3 separate regions of the Mus musculus genome follow, and all the other regions are linked to region 1. A link is a contact called in public Hi-C and HiChIP or PLAC-seq data. All regions are on one chromosome and are shown on one strand. Each heading gives the region's core, a stretch centred on a gene start, on an enhancer-like site or on the middle of the called end of the contact. The rest is flanking DNA. Distances are from core to core; before and after follow the strand shown. Region 1 overlaps Me3 (malic enzyme 3, NADP(+)-dependent, mitochondrial). Region 2 overlaps Me3 (malic enzyme 3, NADP(+)-dependent, mitochondrial). Region 3 overlaps Me3 (malic enzyme 3, NADP(+)-dependent, mitochondrial).

Evidence for each region. A called contact is a pair of places that touch in the nucleus more often than the background predicts. HiChIP or PLAC-seq counts read pairs in DNA pulled down with a chosen protein or histone mark.
Region 2: an HNF4G HiChIP or PLAC-seq map of pancreatic cancer cells shows a contact between it and region 1. The contact joins two enhancer-like sites. A contact is called at or near these places in 3 of 15 datasets of contacts at CTCF or cohesin (CD8 T cells, the NIH/3T3 cell line and large pre-B cells), 40 of 484 Hi-C or Micro-C datasets (the AML12 cell line, the C2C12 cell line, CD4 T cells and 20 more), 7 of 115 datasets of contacts at active chromatin or transcription factors (embryonic stem cells, epiblast stem cells, large pre-B cells and 2 more) and 1 of 9 other capture datasets (pancreatic islet).
Region 3: a Hi-C map of the C2C12 cell line shows a contact between it and region 1, with 2.5 times the contacts expected there. The contact joins two enhancer-like sites. A contact is called at or near these places in 1 of 15 datasets of contacts at CTCF or cohesin (the NIH/3T3 cell line), 8 of 484 Hi-C or Micro-C datasets (the C2C12 cell line, the HL-1 cell line, Sertoli cells and 3 more), 1 of 115 datasets of contacts at active chromatin or transcription factors (neural progenitor cells) and 3 of 9 other capture datasets (adipose tissue, liver and pancreatic islet).

The regions. Positions count from the first base shown.
Region 1 is chr7:89,833,227-89,837,802 of GRCm38.p6, reverse strand. It overlaps Me3 (malic enzyme 3, NADP(+)-dependent, mitochondrial), which reads right to left. Exons shown (of 14, transcript NM_181407.4): 7 at 3,997-4,106. Among named protein-coding and RNA genes, the nearest start is that of Ccdc81, 68 kb to the left of the region's middle. Within about 2 kb of position 2,087, at least 37 of the 459 cell types and tissues checked have an H3K27ac peak or open chromatin away from gene starts, as enhancers often do. A contact at or near this core is called in the C2C12 cell line and pancreatic cancer cells, where this site is marked.
Region 2 is chr7:89,710,986-89,715,561 of GRCm38.p6, reverse strand. The region is part of intron 1 of Me3 (malic enzyme 3, NADP(+)-dependent, mitochondrial); the gene reads right to left. Among named protein-coding and RNA genes, the nearest start is that of Me3, 80 kb to the right of the region's middle. Within about 2 kb of position 2,776, at least 15 of the 459 cell types and tissues checked have an H3K27ac peak or open chromatin away from gene starts, as enhancers often do. A contact at or near this core is called in pancreatic cancer cells, where this site is marked.
Region 3 is chr7:89,745,855-89,750,430 of GRCm38.p6, reverse strand. The region is part of intron 3 of Me3 (malic enzyme 3, NADP(+)-dependent, mitochondrial); the gene reads right to left. Among named protein-coding and RNA genes, the nearest start is that of Me3, 120 kb to the right of the region's middle. Within about 2 kb of position 2,155, at least 24 of the 459 cell types and tissues checked have an H3K27ac peak or open chromatin away from gene starts, as enhancers often do. A contact at or near this core is called in the C2C12 cell line, where this site is marked.

The DNA of each region.
Region 1 (4,576 bases), core at 838-3,337:
AGAACCATTGTTCCATCCTTTCCTGTTCCACTGATGTAAGAGGCAGGGCTCATGCTGAAAGCAGGCAGAATGGTGATAGCTTTATTTCCACGGGGGCCACTTTGTTCCAGTCCTTTCAGTATGTGGGTCACAGGCAAGTTCTGAGATTATTCCCATGTTTTCCTGGGATGGACTATACCTGTCTAAGCTTGTGGCTGTGTGGACAGAGGCAGAGAAGGATACTGAGACCCACTATAGACCTCAAATCCTCAACTAACCTCACTAGAAGCTCAGTCCAGGACAGGGATAGAGTGAATAGACACCGTTCATCACTTAGGGAATTTCTGCCGCTGAGGCTCTGTCTGCATCAGTGAAGGCAGTGTATCTTCCCTTGAAGAAAGACGTGGGTGTGTTCCATGCCAACCTCCTCACATTTTGATTAGTTATAAGGGTGCATGTACATACTGGGCTGTGATCACCCAAGGCTGCGATGATCTGATGGAGATCCTGTCATTTCTTGTTCTGTCTACCAGCTCTTCTCAGGAGTTCTAAATTCATGACTTCAGTCTTAATTTCTGAGAAAAAAATCAGGAAATTTCTATCTCATCTGTGTGTGTGTGAGTGTGTGTGTGTGTGTGTGTGTATCAGAATAATGAATTTAAACAAATGAATTGATTTAATTAAAAATTGTTCATTCATATGCAATTATGTATGAGCAGATATGTGGTGAAGTTGCATGATGGTCAGAAAAGAGAGGCTGCAAAGCAGGGGCCAGCATGGCCTTTCTCCAGGGAGAGGTGGGATGATGACTGTGTCGTTTGTACGTGCAGATATCACGTACCACTCTTACTACAATGTGCCAATCATTGTGTTGAGAACTGGGGATCAAAAATAAGTAAGCCATGGTTCCTGACTGCAAAAGCTGATGTTTAGGGAGAGGCAGAGAATACAACAGAAGCATCTAAAGTTCACCGGTTTGGATATGATGCACTTTTATAAAGCTCACGTGTTGAAACATCGTTGGCCCTTGGTAGATCCAGTCATTGAGAGGTGATTGGATCATGAGAGTTTTGATTCATCAGTGAGTTCATTGATGGACTCAGAATCTGAGGATGATGCTAGAAATGATGAAAATTAGGAAGCGGGGGCCGGTTGGAGAAAATGGTTGCCAGGGGCATGCGTTTCAAGAATGTATCTGGTCCTGAGACCATTTTGCTCTTTTCTCATTACTTTCTGTTGCCATTGAGCAGCTCTGCCCCAACTCCTGCTATGATGCTCAGACTCACCAGAGGATCATGGACAGAAACCTCTCAAACAGCAAGCACAAGAAATCTTGCCTTCCTTAAGCCGTGTTCTCAGTTATTTGTTACAGTCATGTAGAACCAATCGCTGAGAGGTGAACGTGATAACCACCACACCACTCAGAATGGACCAGTGTAAGAACAGATGGCGAAGAGCACCTGCATAGGTACCCAAACCAGACCATTCCCGGGCAGGCCACCCATTGAGCTGAGCCTTGAAGGACAAAGGAATTCCTCGGGACCAAGGTGATGGGAAATAGCTGGACATGGTGGCACTCAGCTGTACCTCCAGCACTTGGGAAGTAGAGGCAAGAGGAATAGACATTTGAGAGCAGGCTTGGCTACAAGAGACTGTTTAAAAACAAAAAACAAAACAAACAAACAAAAAAACAACCAACCAAACTGAAGGGATGAGTAGAAGACAGGAAAGCGGTCCTTGCTCTCCAGTTCGTGTGTTTCAGCAAATGAGTGCAAAGTTTCTCACAAAGGGATGGCTTGCACAGTGAGTCATGTTTCCATCTTGGAGGAACACTGTGGCATGAGTCTGTGGGAGAGAGAGGTAGACGGGCAGCAGGGGCCTGCCGTTGTTCCTGTGTGTGTTTATGAGGATGTACACACATGAGTCTGTCTGTCTGCCTGTACATCTGGAGTCTGCACCTGGTGTGCTGCCTGAATGGACTTGTTTTCCACTTGGCAGCCCAGGGGACGCAGAGGATAGCTGTCCCGTTGCTGACTCACGTGTGAGTGGCATGACGACTAGTCAGCAGGTGCTTCCTCCGAGGCCACAGGCACATGCTGCCTGTGAGGTGACTGGCAGGCTGGAAGAATGCCCTTCAGCCTCCAGCTGGTCTTCTTGGACTGTTCTGCTGCAGCTTCAGGGGACTTGACTTGTTGGGATGAGGTTGGCATCGCTCACCAATGCCTGTTGCAGGTGCAGGCCTCAGGGGGGCTGGAGAGACAGTGCGAGAAGCTGAGCTTTCTCTTCAGGGTCTCCACTTCTCTGGGCATCTACTTTCCAGGTCCTGAAATCCTATGCTTGAACTCAATTCTCTAATAGTATGCTATAACTGTGTTATGCCACCCCTTGAAAGCTCACAACAAAGTCTCCCAAAATCATTCATCATATTTCTGCTACCCTATAATGTGGACCACAGAGAAAAGAGGCATTTGGCTCTGTGATTTTAGACATAGAGCAGTATGGTAAGCGGTTATGAATGTGGGATTTAGAGTCCAGATGCCCGGGACAAACGTTCGATTGGACACTTACTGGTTCAGTAAGTTACTTATTCTCTTTGTGCCTCAGTTTCTTTATTTATAAGGCACAGATACTAATATCTCACAGGATTAAATTATGTACAGTTCTCTGGACAGTGCCTAGTATGTCACAAACATTCGGCAATAAACTTTAAAGTGAGTTTATATTCTCTCTAGTCTATCTCTAACTGACTCCATGAAGCCTCGCCATCATTTTGGGTGTAAGCAATCATCTGTAGAATGTAGTCAGCCTTTACTCAAGCATAAGCCATTCCACATCAGCTTATTCTTTTCACCTACTGCGGACCTCTGCTTTCATAGACTTGGCCCACCAAACTTCATTTGCTAAGTAGCAAGATATGTTGACCTATCAAGGTTTCTCTTGGGCCTAATGGAACTCTAGGGACAATGTCCAGCTGAGAACTCTGGGGTCAGATCGGAGGAGCACCCGAGAAGCCTCTGTTCCACTCTAGCTTCAGATATGGGTACCTCCAAAGCAGCATGCAACTCCTTGGTGTTTTAAAGCTCTATGACAGGTGACCAAGGGACATGGAGTAAAATAATGCTTTACATTGACTTTTGAAATGTTCTGTGTCTCTGGTTACCAGTGTCTCTCAGCAGCACATATTAGCCAAGCTTAGGGAAGGACTCATCATGGCTGACAGGGATGTTTTGATCTGATAAGTCAAACGTAATATTTTCTATGTATAAGCGCTCTCTCTCTCTCTCTCTCTCTCTGTGTGTGTGTGTGTGTGTGTGCGTGTGTGTGTGTGTGTGTGTGTGTGTGTGTGTGTGTGTGTGGTATAAGCATATGGTGCTAGTGTGCCCACCAACAGAGGAAGACACTGGGTCTCTGTATGTTATTTCATTGAGATGTGGCCTCTCTTTGAAACTAGAGCTAGTCTGGAGGCCAGAACCGCCAGCGATCCTTCTGTGTCTGTCACACTGGGGTTACAGTCATATGCAGTTGCAAAGGTTTGTGTGGAATCCAACGCAAGTCTTCATGGTTAGGAAGGTGCGTGCTTCTTAACCAATGAGGCTTCCACCCCTGGCCCTTGAAATCTTTACAATGTGTTTCTGAAGTAGTTATTTCCATCTTAGAACAGAAAATAAAATTATAGCCGGAGAAGTGATTTTCCAAGTTCAGGTAGCTAATAATTGACAATAGTGTATAGAACTTCTTACAGATATTAAACCATACAGTTCTTACCTCCCTCTGAAGTAGTAATGATTTCCATTTGGTGCTTAAGCACATCAAAGCTTAGCAAACTTTGAGATATGTTCAAGGTCACAGAGCTAAGAATCAGCCAAGGAGAAGTTGACTCCAAGTCTAATATTGTTTCTTTAACAGCATCTGGCAGCACACCAGCTATGAGATGACGTTTCCCTCCTGCTTTTGGCATTTGGGTGAGCCTTGTGAAAAAGCATTATTATCCAGTGACTTCGTTAGGTGAAAACGTACCTTGGATGTCATCATTGAACATACAGTACTTGTTGCGGTATTTGTTGAGTAGACGGAAGGCATTGGCATTGGCAAAGTCTTCGAACTGGATGAGGCAATTTATTCCGAACCTGTAGAGCAGGGAAAGACAGAGGAAAGAATGTACGATTATTACCTCCTGGAGAGGATCCTGCCTGAACTGGATACAGGGCAAGCTCAGGACAAGAGGTAAGGACAGTCTGTGTACTTCCTCTTATTTTTGTCATCTGGCTGGATCAGCAAGTCCTAGAAGTAGACCTTTGTCTATTCCCTTAGGCATGTAAATGAGAGAGTGTAGGGACCAAGGGCTTCATAACCAACCAAGTCAACCTCAGTGTATCTAATGTGAACTATGGGCTACCCACAAGGCACCATTCTGATGGTAGTAGTAACAGCAAGGCTGAGATGGGACTGACCTTCTCTGCAACCTGTGACCGTCCAAGATCCAAGCAGAAAGCTCGCTCCCAACCCAACAGTGAGCAGAATCACTCTGGATCTGGGAGCTTCTGAAGCCCACTGTTACCATCTCCAGACATTGAGGCTTAGAGTCATTTCACTCCAT
Region 2 (4,576 bases), core at 1,527-4,026, 120 kb after region 1:
ACAAAACGCAACCTAGCTCAGTTGGGGAAATGTTTTGCTTGGTACACACAGTCTTTCTTAGAACTTCAGCATTACACAAACCAGGTGCAGTTGTGCATGCCTAGATAGATACTGGAGTTCAAGATTTTCCCCGACGACATAGTGTGTTTGAGGCCAGGCTTGAATACATGAGGCCCTGACTCTAAGAAAGGAGCGAAAACTAAGCAAAAAATGCCCCCCAAAACTTGATTAAAATAGAGGCAAAAGACTTGAGTAGACATTGCTCCAAAGGCATATATAACTGGTCAGCAGGCCCAGGAAAAGATTTCAGTGTCAATAACCATTAGAGAAATACAAAGTAAATATGCTAGCACCTCACCTCTGCGACAGTGGCTATTAGCAAAATCCAACAAGTGTTGGGTGAAGATTTTAGGAAAGTGGAAGTCTGACCTATTGGTAGAGATGTGGAATGTTGCTGGTGCCATGGAAAAAAAGTAAGGGGATTGCTCAAAAATGAAATAAGATAAAAGTCAAACAATCTGACTTCTGGATATATTTTCAAAGGGTTGAAATCAAATTCTCAAACAAATATTAGCATATTAGCATCCTATGTTTATTGCAGCCCTGCTCACAAAAACCAGGATGTGAAACTGTTTCAAATATCCCTTGATAAATGAATGGATTAAAAATATTGTATGCATGCTCAACAGAGAATGCTGTTCAGCTTTAAAAGCAAAAAGCAAAACAAAACAAAACAAAAAAACCCTGAAAAATTAAACATGATGGGCCTTGCAGTCACTTTGCACAACAAAATGAACCAGTCCCAGATGGGCAAACACTGAACAATTGCACATGTCTGACATTTCTTAAATAGGCAACCTTGTACAACAGTGGTTGCCATAGGCTCAGAAAAGGATGAAGTAGGTATAAAATTTCAGTTATACAAAATGAAGTTCTAGAGATACATTGTACAGTATTTTCCCCCATAATGGCTTACAACAACATTTGAAATAGTTTATACTTTTATGTCTGTTTTAAAGCGTTGATCTTACATTAAGTCTTCTAGAAGAGGAGCAGTATTAATAGTAACAAGTAGAAACTCTATGGTGAAGAATAATTCTATATTCATATTTTAAACATAGTAACAATAGCGATAGCTAATTAGGCTGCATAGCACAGTGGGTTCAGCTGCGCTGTCTAGATGGAGACAAGTTCTCAAGGCGTTGCAGGAAGGGAAGGGGCATGGACACATGAACACAGACTTGTATGTGGGTGGGTGGGTGGGTGGCTTTCTCAGGACTGAGGTCTGCAGCCTTGAGGCAGAATGAAATCTCTGGAAGGTTTTCAACAGAGTGCAGAGACAAAAATTTGTTTTTCTACCAACGATCACTTTGGCTATGTCAATGAAGGACATTTTTGTTAGGGACTAAGGATGTGCTGATGAGCTGAGTTTCCTGCAATTGTCTGGATAAGGTGAGATAGCATCCTGGGATCAGACTATGGAACCCAGATGGAGAGAAGTCAAAGGATACGGTGTATTGAGAAAGGAAACGAACAGGACCTGGTGACACATGAGCCTTGAGATTGGGCGAGAGAAGGGGACAATGTCAAGGGACACTAATAACTAATAAGCCTCATAACTGGATGGCTGATAGTGGCACTGTTCAGAGGAGACACTAATGATGAGAACCACAATTATTTGGAAGAGAGACTTTTCTCATATTTTATTTTATACAAATTGTTTGGCTTTGATACATTCCCTTAGAGATGTGTAAGTCGCTGGCTATCTTGACGTCTGTCTATCTTGTACAACTTTTATAATATTTTCTTATTTGAGATTTTGTTTTAATGAAAAGAAAGCATCTCTGTGTTTTGTTCTGTGCCCAAAAGAAGTATTTAGAGACAAACATTGGGCTAGGTATTTGTTCATTCATTTGTCTCCTTGGTTCTCCTCCAGCTTTACATTATTCTGTGATGGGCGGGCAGGAACTTGTTCTGCTTCAGCCTTTAACCACTATAGAACATTTTCCTCCTGCTTTCTTTTCTTGAATTGCTTCATGGGAAATGACACAAATAAGGCATTTCATTTACCACGTTTACAGTACATTCAGTTGTTCTAGGGCTCAGGCTGCCACCACACTGAAGTGTGCACAGTTTACACCACAGAGACACATGCAGTGACTTTTGAGGTCAGTTTAAGCTGCTATCTCCAGCTCTGATTTCTTGTATCTAATTTTAACATAACTGCTGCACTTTATAGCCCTTCTGCAGACTAAAGTATTGCTTCAGGTGGGTAGGTCAGGGATGTTATCCACAGGGTGTTTATGACTCATGTTTGCAAAGGACATTATCAGGCAACCCATGAACACCACAGCACACACCAGCAATGCCATCACCACCATGACAAGACTATTAGTTTTTCTACCTTTTTATTTAGCACCTCTTTCCTAGGTATGCACTAGTAGATGTGGGATATTTGTACACCTAGCCCTACACCTATGGTGGTATATAAGGGAATATGCTATTTTGCTCAGGGGCTCACATCCCAGTGAGGTGATATGAAGAAATTGATGCTATTTAAGATAATGAGCAGCATAGATACAGAATTTTCAAGTGCTGTGAGATTGCAGAACACAGAGAAATCACTTGGGGGCTTTGTGGGTTTCTGTGTGTGTTGAAGACATGCCTTTGAAGTATCATTTTTAGACAGCTCTTTTAGACTAAAGGCATGAGACAGGAAGCTAAACAGGTATAAAGCTCCAGCTGATGGAAGATTAGTCACTATCTGGGTGGTGAGTATGACAGGGTAGTGGTTTCAGGCAGGGAGGCTGGATGTAGGCTGAGCCAGATAGATATGAGCCCTGCAAAGTTGCACCAACTGTAATGCTTTGGAGGCAATGGTGAGCCAGTGGAGGTGTGTTATAGTTTGACCTCAGCTGTGTACTGAGCAATAGCTGATGACCAATAGGGAAGTCAATCCAGCAGGCAAAAATGGTCCAATTGTCACGTAAGTGAGACCCTGGCATCTCTGGGGAGGACTGGAGAGAGGCAGAGGCTATACACCGTTAGGCAGTAATAGCAGAGCTGTTGCCATAGTCTGTGTTAAGATTTAGCATGTGGAATACCGAATCTGGTTCTCCATATGCCTTCCCTTATGGGATGAATTGAATCCTCTTAAAAGTCATGAGTTGAATCCCCCTTTCTCAGTGCTTCAGATTGAGATTGCATTTGGAGAAGTCTTAAAAGAGGAGTAAAATGGATGTTGTTATTGGAGTCCTCAAAACAATATGATTGTTTTCTTTATAAGAAATGGAAGCCAAGACACTGAACCCAGAGAGATGACCTTGTGAGGACACAGTGGGAAGATGGACATCTCCAAGCCAAGAGGCTGAGCTCAGAAGAACCCCGCAAGCCTGCTTGCACTGTAACCTTTTAGCTTCTCGAAATATGAAAGAATGAGTTTCTGTTGTATAAGTCACATTGCCTGTGGCATTTTGTTGTGGTAACCTGATCAAACCAACACATTTCCTGTTAGCTAAATCTCACCATGGTTCAAGCTTGTGTGGATAGGGGATCTAAGAAGTCTTCTGGGGACTGAGACCATGTTTTCTGTTTTTTATTTCACCCTCTTCATCACCACAATCACAGAAAACATAACAGCATATGCAAGAGAATTATGGAAATTTGGTCACTTGATCAAGAATGTCACTAGGTTGTTTTGTCCGGGTTCTAGCTTTGTTCTAAAAAAACCTGCCAATTGGTTCAAAAAGCTCATGATGACTCCTTATACTGCACTAGTTTAGATCTAGATTCTTAGGCTTTTGGGAGGGACAATACTCTAGTTCAAACTGGAATGACCACTGAGCTTTGCTGACAAACTACAACTTGGAAAAATGATATATATGTAAAGAGAATCTGTCCTCAAGGAGAAAAGCCATTGGAGAAATTAAGGAACATTTTATGGAACTGATATGTCTCTAGAGAGGGTGACTTCATTACTATATACAAAGAGAGAGAGAGGAAGATGAGCCTTAATTGGTTGCCTTAATTGGGCAAACATAGAGACGCTCCTGGAAGTCTCACTGTAACCAATAGGAAGACAGAGTTTCACAGATCGTTGCTTGATGAGACTAAGTCAGCATCCAAATCTAAGGTGATTCATTTACCTTGTGAGATAAGGTGTGGTTACATTATACCAACAAGAAGGAAACTTTTACACCACTGTACTTTTAATTTGGAGATGTCAAGTTTTCTTGTTTCTTGTTAGCAACAAGAAAAAAGATGATAGAGAACACTCTGGATTATCTAAAGATGATGCCTCTCTAGTTTAGCAGGACCTGGAGAGGATACTTTCTGGTTATTCCTCTGAGGCAGCGTACATTAAGGGGAGAAATGTCAGAATTTAGGAGATAAACAACCAGCATTTAAGTCATGGCTCATTGGTTACTCTGCATATTGCCCCATGACAGTTATTTAATCTTCCATTGTTCTGAGAATCGTCTATGGTCATCTATAAACATGACATCCTTCTGTACAGAGTGGCTGTGAGCATTCAGTGTGAATGTGGATGAAGGAAAACAACACAAAACCCCAAAAC
Region 3 (4,576 bases), core at 906-3,405, 87 kb after region 1:
TAGCTTTTGGTCAATTTTTAAAATTATAGCAATAGAAAGCAAAGTAAGACAGGGAGAAATGGTTTATTTTACAGTCCCCCACTGAAGGAAGACAGGGCAGGAACTCAAGTAAGGGCCAAAGTAGAAACCATGGAGAAAAGCTGCTTCCTGGGTTGTTTCTAGTCTCTTGTTCAGCTACTTTTCTCATAGAGTTAGGCTCACCTGCTTAGCAATGGTACCGCCGGTAGTGGATGGGGTCTCCAACATCAGTTAGCAATCGAGAAAATGACCTGCAGATATTCCACATGCCAATTCGATTGAGGCAATCCTTTTTGTTTTTGTTTGTTTGTTTTTGGTTTTTCGAGACAGGGTTTCTCTGTGTAGCCCTGGCTGTCCTGGAACTCACTCTGTAGACCAGGCTGGCCTTGAACTCAGAAATCAGCTTGCCTCTGCCTCACGAGTGCTGGGATTAAAGGCACGCACCACCAATGCCCAGCTGATTGAGGCAATTCTTAACTGAGGTTCCAATGTGTTAAGCTGGCAACCAAGGTTAGTCATCGCAGGTCTTGAGTGTTGTTTTTGTCTCTAGAACGTTAGACTTGTTCTTCTTGATCCTCTCCTCCACTTCCAACATTGCCTACCCTTCCTAACTTCTGATCCTTATTGGCTTAAGAAATGATAGCCTAAGAATCTCTAAGAAACACAATCAGAAAGTTTTCAATGCTCCTGAGCAAGATGTGGGGATTTCCACAGATCTGCATAGGTATAATAATAATAGTAATTAATAATAATAACAACAACAATAAAAGTAATAGCAGCTTTGGGGTGGGCTCAGTGAGGGGGCCTCTTTATGGCAAAGCAACTTTTGCTTTTTTTTTAAAGCATTATGCCAGTAATTGGCTAGTCCTCCTCTATCCTAGAAAGTTCTAGAGAGTTTGTACTCCTTGAAACTCCTTTTGGACTAAACTTAATGTGAGTCAAAACAGCCTCTCACACATTTTACATGTCAGTGGCAGATCAAGGTCACTCAAAGAATGGTCTGCTCAACTCTTATTGAATGTACGTATTTCCTGGTGTGACAGAGGAAATTCTCCCCACAATGACTCTTTGATCACCATGGCTAAGATTGCCAGAGACAAAGGAGGAAAAGGACAGAGCCAGTAAAACAGAAACAAAATCAGTTTGTTTAAATGGTCAGGGAAATTTGCCTTTGGTTAAAGGAAGTCAAACTCAGAATACCCCGTTTTACTTAATAAAGGTCATCTGTCTCCATCTTAAGTAAAGAGAAAATGATCTTTGTGTATACATGGGACTGTTCAATGATGCCCACCTCCTTCCCAGCCTCCTCCACTCAAACTCACGTGTGGCTAAGAAGTGCCTTTCATCCTGTCCACAGAGCAAGCTGCTCCTTTGGAGATGAAAGCCCTAGGCAGGTCACAGGCAAGTAAGCATGCATTCACCATTAACAATGTAAATCCTGAAATATCTAAAAAGAGTAAGACAGTTCTCTCCATAATTGAAAGCCATGTAATTTAGACACTTGGTAAATGTCCTCTGCCCCTCCAAATGGTTTCAGCAACGTGGGCTTGAAGAACTATTTAATGCACACCTTGTGGCTTTTGTGTTATATATATTACTCGCAGCAGAGGTCCACTAAAGTTTCCTCTGGAGAAAGAGGCTGCATTGTACATTTGTGAACAGGAACTAGTGTGGAAACTGTCATCCACTCAGGCAGCACAATAGCCGAATAATATCCTTTTAGGGGCGTTTCTTGTCTTATATCCATTCCAGCAGGGATATCCACGGCACAGTATCAAACTATTCTTAACAATCCTGACTGCCCAGCTGGTCTGTCTGGAAAAGTGCCCACTTGTGAATCAGAGCAAAACCGACACATCTGCATATAAGCCCGCGAGCCTTTTCTTGTCAGAAAATGAAAAGAATGTGTTTTTCTCTACCTTTTCATTTTTATCTTAAATACCAGAAACTGTAGTGGTAATTTTATAGTTCTGCTGTGCAAATTGGAGATTGACAGGGTCAGAATTAACACTTGAAATTCTTTATTGTGTAGACGAAGAAATTCAGGTCCAAGAAGGTGGGAGTCTTAGATAAGGTCACACGGTTGGTGACAGGCACCGGGATCAGACTCACAGCCCTTCCTCCTAACGTGCAGTGGGGGGCCTGGAAGTACCTACTTCCACATCCTTCAAATGATCTCTATTCATTTTGTGGTAAGATCCCTTAGTCCAGTGGCAGCAACATCTCTGGACCTTGTTAGGTATGGACATTTTCTGGCTCCTTCCCAGACATGTGGAATGTGTGCCTGAGCAAGTCCTCCAGATAGTTTTCATGCGTGCTAGAGATGGAGACACCCCACTTTAATGTCAGCGCCAGCTAATCTAACAAGGGCATCGGATCTATGTGATTTGCTTTACAGTTGGGCTCTTCTGATTACTCGCAGCAGAGGTCCACTAAAGTTTCCTCTGGAGAAAGAGGCTGCATTGTACATCTGTGAACAGGAACTAGTGTGGGAACTGTCATCCACTCAGGCAGCACTAGGGGCCAGTCACTGTCATGCCATCTGCCCTGTTCTCTTTCCATGGACCCTTCACCCACTGTTCTATTCTGTGTTCCTTTATAGCTAGCATATTTCCTTGGCTTACCATAGTCCTACTCTAAAATCTGAACCAAACCGTCCTTTCTGTCTTCATTTACCTTCTAATCTATGATGCTCTTTCTATATAATTTTTCCACATCAGACTCCTGAAAAAAACATTCATTGGTCCAGCTCATCTTTGACCTGGGCCACATTAGCCATATGTTCTCAAATGACTCACCTTGAATATGATGTTTGCTACTGTACAATTGCTGACATCTGATGAGTGGGCATCTATAACTATACAAGGTGGGCAATTACATCGGGGGGGGGGTGTCAGAGAGCCAGTGTATCATGGGAGAGAAATGACCTCCTCTGGCCCAGCAACCCTGTGAGTGAGACCCAAGAGAACTTAGCTGTGGAGATCAACAGTTTCTTTTACTGAGGACTCAGTTGGAGATACATTCTGTTATATTGTGACCTTAAGCTCCAAGTATACTTCTAGGCTGGGATGGCTTGCAAAATTTGAGACACAGGCTATTGACTCTTTAAGAGTCATGGCAGCTCTAGCTGGAAGGGATCACCCAGCTGGGTGGTTTGCAGCTGTGATTCCTGTTAGAACTACTGGAGAGCTTTTGAAAACCTAAGAGCCTTTTTCTAACTCAGGGATTTTAATGAATGCTCCCCACATATTTTTAAATGCACTCCCAGGACTGAGAATTGCTGCCCAGATATACGCTTCTTAATTTCACAGGTGGGAAAAATTAATCTCAGCTATATAGTATAGACTATAGCTTACTTCAAGATCTCATTGCTAACTTGATTATAGAGTTTCATTAATTAGATCATACATTTTTAGAATTGGAAGATGTTATGTAGTAGCCATGTAGGCTAACCCTGTTACTTTTATCCAATACAGATGAGTAATTTGACTTGCTTTAGCCTGGAAGGGACCACAGGTAAAGAATCCAGACTTAAAGGCTCCTAACCCAAGACCAAAAGCCAGGAAGACTAAAGAAGAAGCCAAGGAGACTCAGGGGCAGATCCCATTTGTTCTGCAGGGAGTTATTCCAGCAGTGGAGCTGAAGTGGTTTGGCAGAGGAGGTTGGGTGGAATAGGGTATGGAACAGTCTTGGCCAAAGGAATTGGTACTTTAACACCCTGGGGATAGAGATGAGGTGGGTCTGACAGTGTTAATCCTTGTTTTCTGCCTGCCTTTTTCTGGTTGTGCTAGGTGTGTGTGTGTGTGTGTGTGTGTGTGTGTGTGTGTGTGTGTGAATCAAAACTGACAGTTGGGTTTAAATCCAGATTTTGATGTGCTCAAAAACTGTGTCCTGGGTATGGTGTTCTCCTCATTGGCTGGAATACATTTGCTATTGTTTTCCATACTGACTTTTTCCAGGATATTGGCACCTGATTTTTAAGTTTGGCTAGAAATGAGCTCCAGTGCACATGTAGGAGGCAGAAACATATGATTCGTGTCCCAGAGGTTTTCTTTGTGTGTGTGAGAGAATAAAAATATTCCAGTGCAAGAAAACGAGGCTCGTTAGACATATAGAGGAGGAAGCAGGAAACTTCAAGGTGAGTGAAACTTAGCCATAGCTTTTTATGGGGATTGGAATGAGGAAGGAGACACGAAAAATAATGCCTCTTTACATTAATGAGAAATTTTATTATCATAAAGCATTTGGCCCTCCTGACCAACAGGCCTCATGAGGGGCAGTTCTGTAATGCAGGCTTGGATGTGGGGGAGCTAGGTTCAGGGATGTCTGGTTATTATTATGGTGGGGTAGGGGTGCGCTGGCACTCCTGTGGACTCTGTCCCCCACTGCTCTGTCCACCTGGGGCATACTGCCCCCTTCACTGTGGCTGTGTGTGTGTGTGTCTCTCTTATGTGCAGGTCCATCATGGAAGGGAGTTTATAAGAAAGCAGGTGCTTATCTATCAGGCATCATGTTTACCAGGGCCACAAGAAGCTGGACTCACACTCAAGAAAAGCAC